Regions from separate parts of the Hordeum vulgare genome. Here region 2 is linked to region 1. The links are chromatin contacts, called in public Hi-C maps. All regions are on one chromosome and are shown on one strand. Each heading gives the region's core, a stretch centred on a gene start, on an enhancer-like site or on the middle of the called end of the contact. The rest is flanking DNA. Distances are from core to core; before and after follow the strand shown.

Evidence for each region. A called contact is a pair of places that touch in the nucleus more often than the background predicts.
Region 2: a contact with region 1 is called in a Hi-C map of seedling, with 4 times the contacts expected there. The contact joins the promoter of LOC123448087 here to the promoter of LOC123448084 in region 1. A contact is called at or near these places in 1 of 6 Hi-C or Micro-C datasets (seedling) and 1 of 1 datasets of contacts at active chromatin or transcription factors (embryo).

What each region holds. Positions count from the first base shown.
Region 1 is chr4H:117,812,744-117,816,514 of MorexV3_pseudomolecules_assembly, forward strand. LOC123448084 (histone H4) reads right to left here and starts at 1,699. Exons shown (of 1, transcript XM_045124854.1): 1 at 1,200-1,699. The coding sequence starts at 1,637. The coding sequence ends at 1,326. LOC123448083 reads left to right here and starts at 2,708. Exons shown (of 5, transcript XM_045124853.1): 1 at 2,708-2,835; 2 at 3,032-3,215; 3 at 3,295-3,771. The coding sequence starts at 3,406.
Region 2 is chr4H:118,512,545-118,516,315 of MorexV3_pseudomolecules_assembly, forward strand. It overlaps LOC123448087, which reads right to left and starts at 2,103. Exons shown (of 1, transcript XM_045124856.1): 1 at 194-2,103. The coding sequence starts at 1,513. The coding sequence ends at 575.

The sequences.
Region 1 (3,771 bases), core at 449-2,948:
GGAGTGACTGATAAAGTGGTTCTATTTTTAAATGATCTTAGTACCTTGTCCAGTAAATCATTAAAAAGTACTATTAATCACTGTGGAAAGGAAAGGAAACATTGTCCAACTGAGAAGCCTGCAACGGTATGAGAAGTCCAAAAGAGCAAAATGGAGTCTACAGAAGATACGCTAACCCACAAACTTCGAGCAGAAAACATAAAAGGGTAAAGATGATATTAGAGAAAAAATGGGTGAAGGATATTACTGCTGACTTACCTTAGTACTCCGTAGTACATAAAGAAAAACTTGAATACAGAACACCACTCCCTACAGTTTGTAGAGCAATGAGAAAAGTTATATACATCAGAACAGACATGCTAAAAACTGATCATGGCAACTTTTGAGAAGGCAGTAAAGCAGCAGGGCTGCTCCATCCCCGTCGCCTTCCAAAACCACAAGGCATTCTGAACTGAACTTTGCTTCTGCAACTTGTCCCTGTGAGAATTCGACTGCTAAAATACCAAAATGCAAAGACAGTTCGAATCGTAACCTGACGTGAACACGGTAGCTAGTTCATCACACATCCTAACACAGTAACATGTGTCAAAGACCAGAGCAAACAGCAGAACAAGAAATTGGTGTACCGAACAGAAAATTGGGGAACAGAATGAAGAATACGCATTGAAGGTAAACAACTGAAATTTACATTCAAGCGAACATCCATCACATCACAATTCAAAAGGTCAGGCCAGCTACTCGTGTCTCATCATTTCTAACTTCTAGTTACAGCTAAAAGGAACTTCTAATACATCCCAAGTCTCCAGCGCGATCACCTGTCTCCTACTCTGTTATCAGCGGCAACGCGACCTGCTCCAGAAACAGACATGGAACACTAATGAACAGCGATGGCTTAAAAATAAAGGTGACCAGGAAAACATTATGAACCTCAGGTGCTCGACAAAATTGCTGAACGGAGATGGGTTTGGTGGAGCTAGTACCTCTGCCGCCGCTGCTGCAACGGGGTGGATCGGTGCCTGCAAGCCCTCACTGGACGGATTTGGAACTTGGATAGGGTTGGGAGTGGACATTTGACACTGCAGAGACTAAAAAGTTGAGATAGTAGTTCGAATTGTATGAACCAGAACAAACAAAACCGATTCGAGCACAGAAAGGCTGAGAGACAGACAGTATATGGGGAATTTAACAGGCTCAACAGATTTCAACAATGAACTAGCAATTTCCATTCCATTCCATTCGATCCTACAGAAGATAGCAAACAACAGCGAGATGCTGCGATTAAACCAACGACCACGAACCCTAGACACTCTAATCTGGTTGGTGGCCTAGCCTCCGAACCCGTAGAGGGTGCGTCCCTGGCGCTTGAGGGCGTAGACGACGTCCATGGCGGTGACGGTCTTGCGGCGGGCGTGCTCGGTGTAGGTGACGGCGTCGCGGATGACGTTCTCGAGGAAGATCTTGAGGACGCCGCGGGTCTCCTCGTAGATGAGCCCCGAAATGCGCTTCACGCCTCCCCGCCGGGCCAGGCGACGGATTGCCGGCTTGGTGATGCCCTGGATGTTGTCGCGGAGGACCTTCCGGTGGCGCTTGGCGCCGCCCTTCCCGAGACCCTTGCCTCCCTTGCCGCGGCCCGACATCTTCTCGCTTCTCTCCGGTGAGGTTGAGTTGTCTTTGTGAGAGAGGTGGAGTCGATGGTGGAACACTCTGGGGCGAGTTGGATTTATAGCCGCTGGCTTTGCGGTCAGGGAGCGGCCACGATCCGCGTGATGCGGGCTGCCATCCGTCGGATGAGGGATCAATGGGCGGAAGCGGGGGCAGAGGGGTGGCGCGGATCGGTGACGTGGTGGGCAAGGTGTGTTTCTTTCGTGAGGAGGAGGTGGGATGCGGGAATGCGAGAAGAGCGTGCGCATCGGTGGGTTTCTGGCAAGTGGGACCAAACGATTTTTGGATGAATTTTTTTGCGCGGGGCGCGTTGCTCGTTTGGTCGCTACTGTTAGGATTAGATGTTAACTGCCTTGGAGCAGGTACAATAGCCTAATCAGCAGGCTGTAAGCGATTCCACGTCATCAAAAATCTGAGCTGGAGCAAAAAAAGAAGAGAGAGAGAAGGAAACGGGCGCTTCGTTAAGCGCCGGGCTACAGCGCAAGCCACGAGAAAATTGCGCACGTTTACGGCCGGCCGCTGGCGATAGCGAAGGGGATCCAGATCCGGTGCTCCTCTCGCCTCCCGCGATTCTTCCTCCCCAGCGCGCCAAATCTCCTCCTCCTCCCGCGCTTCTGCCTCCTCCCGCTATTCTTCCTCCCCCAGCGCGCCAAATCCCCTCCTCCTCCCGCGTTTCTGCTGCCGCTGCACCATCTCCTCCAATCTTTCGTGCTGCCGCTGCACCATCTCCTCCAATCTTTCCAGAACTCCCCCCCCAAATCGCCTCCTCCTGCTGCCGCGGCACCATCCCCTCCGGCTGCCGCGGCACCATCTTCCTGCTGCCGCGGCACCACCCCCTCCTCCTCCCGTGGTTCTTCCTGCTGCCGGTTGCCGCGGCACCACCCCCTCCTCCTCCCGTGGTTCTTCCTGCTGCCGGCTGCCGCGCCAGATGGGCAAGCAGTCCAAGAGGACGCGTGCGCCGGCGCCTCATCTCATCCCATCGGCGGCGCCTCACCTCCTCCCGCTGCAGGCGCCCCATCTCATCCCCCCACCGCCCTAGCCCGTCTCCCCGCCGCTGCAAGGGTTCTGGATCCCCCCACGACCAGAAGGCCCTTTGTGGGCAGAGCCTGCAAGGCTGGCTCGGCCGCAAGGCCCTTTGTGGGCAGAGCCTTCCGATTCCAACTCACAAGCATGGTATGTGTCCCTGCTTATCTGAAGATTTTTGTGTCAAATATTTCTATGATATGCAGAGATTTTTGTGTCAAATAGTTGTCCTAGTCTATGTAATAATAAGTAGTTTAATTCTGTCCATGAAGTTAGTTGATAGCAGATTAGAAGCTAATTCTGTCCATGAAGTTAGTTGTTTTATGGTCTATTATTGTTTGGACAGGGGAGTGGATTCTTACCCACCTGATGGTTTTCTTAGTTTATTAAAGAACACACCAAGTCTTGCACAAGATGTGAGCAATGGGAGTTCATCGCTGCCAATCAATGATGAGGATGCCACCAATGGTGGTGATTGTGCAAGGATTGTGAAGCGCTTGCCGTGGACAAAAGAGGAAGATCTCATATTGGTAAGATTTTCCCCTTTTTTCTTGTTGGTGTCCATGTGTTATATTACTAGCACAACAATAACTCTTTGCAATATTGCAGGTCGGTGCTTGGTTGAATAATTCAAATGACCCAATACAATCAAATTACAAGAAGAATGAGCAATATTGGAAAGATGTTGCTGCTGTGTACAACAGTACTGCCCCGAAAAACATGACAAGGCTAGTGAAGCAAGTGAAGGACCGTTTTGGAAGAATTAAGAAAAAGGTTGCATGGTTTTGTGCGAGCTGGAAGGAGGCTAATGCTTTGTATGCTAGTGGTGAATCTGATGAGGATTTAATGGAGAGGGCGATGAAAACTTATGAAGCTGATCACAAGGAAGATGGCCCATTTATGCTTAAGCATTGCTGGGATGTTCTAAAAAAGCAACCAAAATGGGATGCTTATTTGGAACGCCTTGAAGACCTAGAGCCGGAGAAGAGAAAGTTTAATGTTGATGACGATGTGGGGAACCAATTCACTCTAGATGATGTAGAAGATGAACGCCCAATGGGTGGCAAGAAAGCTAAGGCTGAGCCA
Region 2 (3,771 bases), core at 853-3,352, 700 kb after region 1:
TAACTGCATACAGACTGCATGTTAAAACAAGCAACACTGAAATCTAAATAAGCAGATTAGTTACCAAACCAAACTAAATGAGTAAACATTTACATTGTATTAAACATGTGTCCAAACAGGAGAAGCTAAAAGGCACCAAAATGGAATTGAATTGGAGCCTGTATGAAGTTCACTGGAATAGCACAATCTCATGTTCAATGAATATTACCTGCTTTATTGCCAGGCCCATTTTCCTTTTGAATACACCAATGAAAAAATAATCAAAGGATTCCAAATCTGGCATGATAAATATCTCTTCTCCATTGCTTGCTTGCAGACGAACCCAACAAGGAACAGGCGACTATGAACATCAACAGTAACCATTGCAGAACAATTCAAGTCCTAATAAGAACCGCCAAAAGAATTTGCTACCCGCAAGGAGCAGCAGCTGAACCCTAAACCTAGCAATTCACAGCACCCTCACTGATATGGAATGCTTTCTGCCTCAACTGACCGGTGGACAATTCCACATCTCAGGGCATCATCTTAGAGCATTGCTGCTGTTGCCTGAATTCTGCAAAACACCAAAAATCAACTAGGCAACATACTCACTCTCAATCACAGGTTTTGTTCGCGTTCCGAACGCTACAGGCGCTTGCGTCCGCCCAACCTGCGCCATGCGCAAAGTCTCCCCGACCTCTGCATTTCGTTCCATAACCTCCATCTTCTTTTCCTTTTTATATCTGAGGAAACATACCAGAAGCAAAGCCAACAGCCCCAATGCAATGACACCCCCAACAACGCCGACGGCAATCTTCCATGCGTCCGAACTACCCTTATCACGACCACCATCAGTCGGTATTGGCGGGGCAATTGCGCCTGAAGGACCTGGAGCAGGAGCAACCTCACTGGAGTTCACCACTATGGAGAAGTGCCCTCGGCGATACGTTGCACACACGTTGTTTGCCTCCAAGGCCCGGAACTGTGGCACGCCATCCAAATCGAACCACACACACTGCGGCGCTGGACTGCCTGGCGGCACCGCCCTGACATTGCTGAAATTCACAGAAATGGGGCTCCCTGACGCGACGATGCTCAGCTCGGACAAACCCACTGCTGACAAGTTGGCAGCGTCGTAGACGAGCAGCCCGAGAATGGGCGAGAGATAGGTGTAGCCGGGGAGCGGGTAGTACTTCTCCGAGAGGTCGCCCAGGCTGTGGTACACTAGCACCACCCTCTCGACGTACGGCTGCACGATGACGCCAGGGGGGATCCTGAAGTTGAAGTAGTTGGAGAAGCCTTTCCTCCGCAGGCTGCCGCTGCGCAGGCGGAGCCCGGACACCGCGACGCCGGCGAGGTCCGAAGGCACGGTGCCGTTGTAGACAATGCCGGTGTGCGGCCGGACGAAGGCCCGGTACGCGTACTCCTGCAGCATTGCGTCCAGGGCCCTCGCCGGCGACGGCGACTGCGCCGCCACCGGAGAGGAGCCCAAGAAGAGCAGCTGGAGGAGGCAGGCGCAGATCAAGAAACCCATCCCGGCACGCCTCCGCCGCAAGGATCCAGGAAGAGAACCGCCGGAGCCCAGCAAAAGTCAGGATTCCCTCCTCATCCGCACAGGAGGACCTCCAAAACAAGGACGAGATTTGGAGCGGGGGAGCGCGCCCCGGAGGCCGGCGCGGGCGAGCTAGCAGATCCAAGGAAGCAGCCGGGCTGAGCAGAGCAGCCGCAATGGCGAGGCAAGTTATGCGCGCGCCCTCGTCTCCAGAGTCCAAACAGGTGGCAGGCAATTTCGGCAAGAAACCAGGAGGCGGCCGGGAAAGGAAGGGAGCAAAGGAAGAGATTGATTGGATGGCGAGAATCGGGAGGAGGAGAGGAGAGGAGCGGCGGGATCAATCCGGGCCGGGGACGCCGGCGTCCACAGAAACCCGCGCGCGCGCGTGCGGACGATTGCGACGGCGGGGTTTGGTTGGGGATTCGGCAGCGGGGTGGGGGGAGACGAGACGAGAGAGAGTGAGGCGAGAGAGAAAGAGGGAGAAATTTTAGGAAGAGAGAGACAGCAAGGAAAGGAAGGAGAGAGGGTTTTGATGGGGACGCATTTTTTTCAGGGTCTCGGATGGAAATGTGTAAATCTCTTTCCCCCCTGGTTTTTCCCGCAATAGAATACCCGGCCTGCTCACACTTGGCAGGTCCGCCCCTGCGGAGTTACCGGCCTGCCCCTGGACAGCTGGCTTCTCCTTGCTAGAGAGTGGGGTCCAGCTGTGAGGAGTTCGTTTGTAGACAGGAGATTCTAGGGGGGCTTTTCTGTAAGATGGCAGTGCTGTTCGCTGACCTGTGGGGCCGGACATGCCAGCTCCATCGGCTGGCGGAGAACGCCTTTGTTGCCCAACGTCTGGATGCTCCTGTCCTGGGAAGGGATGATTCGCGGGGTGGGGTCTCTTTGTAAAGCCCTGTGTTTGTAGGTCGCTGAAGCGTGGGACCCCTGGGCTGAAGCCCACCGGCAGTGAGCGTGATTGCTAATCTTTTGTCGAGTCCTTTGCCAACCACTGGATTCCACAACTCAACTGGTTATCATCGTGCTATAACGGTATGTAACGGATCTGCTAGAGCTCCCGTGGAATGTATAATAAATTTCATATATCGTAATATATTCTACGATCACCGGATTTCTTGCCTTTTACTGTTTTTTAAGGTTTTATGCTACTTAATGTATGTTCTTTGACATTTCAAAGGAAAAAAGAAACGGCGTTGCAACAGAGAGGTTTGCGGTACAGGAATGGTTCGTGGCGCCAAAGAAGATAGTTCAGTGCACATTTTTCAAAGAAAATGAATTGTTATGAAAGAGCAGGTAATTGCAGAGCTTCCGTGCAATGTATAATAAATTTCAAATATCGTAATATATTCTACGATCACCATATTTCTTGGCTCGATTTTATAAGAGTGTTTTACTGTTTTTGTAAGGTTTTATGCTACTTAATGTATGTTCTTTGACATTTCAAAGGAAAAAAAGAAACGGCGTTGCAACGCAGAGGTTTGCGGTACATGAATGGTTCGTGGCGCCAAAGAAGATAGTTCAATGCACATTTTTGGATTGTTATGAAAGAGTAGGTAATTACAGGGTCAAGATTTTTTTTTCGTAATGGCATATTCCTCAAGGGGTGCACAACATCTTAATTGTTCTCATTCCCAAGATAGACAACCCCGAGCGGCTCATAGAGTTTCCGCCTATCAGCTTATCCAACGTCATTTATAAGGTAGTGTCAAAGTGTTTGATAAAACCGGCTACGCCCTATTATGGATTATATCATTGCGCTAGAGCAGAGTGCCCTTGTTCCGGGATGGATAATCACTGATAATGCATTACTTGTCTTTGAGAGCATTCACTATATTCAGTAGAAAAAGAATCCGGACAGAAGTTTTTTGTGTTTATAGGGGGTAGAGTGAACCCAATCCCTACTATATGAATACCTCGCCTGCTGGGTGTTCACGGTTTTCAAGATCTTAGTGGCATCCTGTCTTCGACTTCAATCAGGGTGTTTCCTGTGATCAGGAGTGCCTCGAGGTTACGAGTAGCAGCCAACATATTGTCCATAGGATTGGAGAAGTGACCAGCCGGTGTCCAGAAATGATGAGGCGGTGACTGAGCCGGCGGTGGTTGGCGCTGCTGAGCAGGCTGGTGAGGCTGGTACTCCCGCGGTTGTCCGGTCCGTGGCGTGTGCTGCAGAGTATCAAACAGACGAGCCAAGTTGAGATTAAGGGGCAGGCGACTTTCATGCCTCCTACGATGAACTGCCT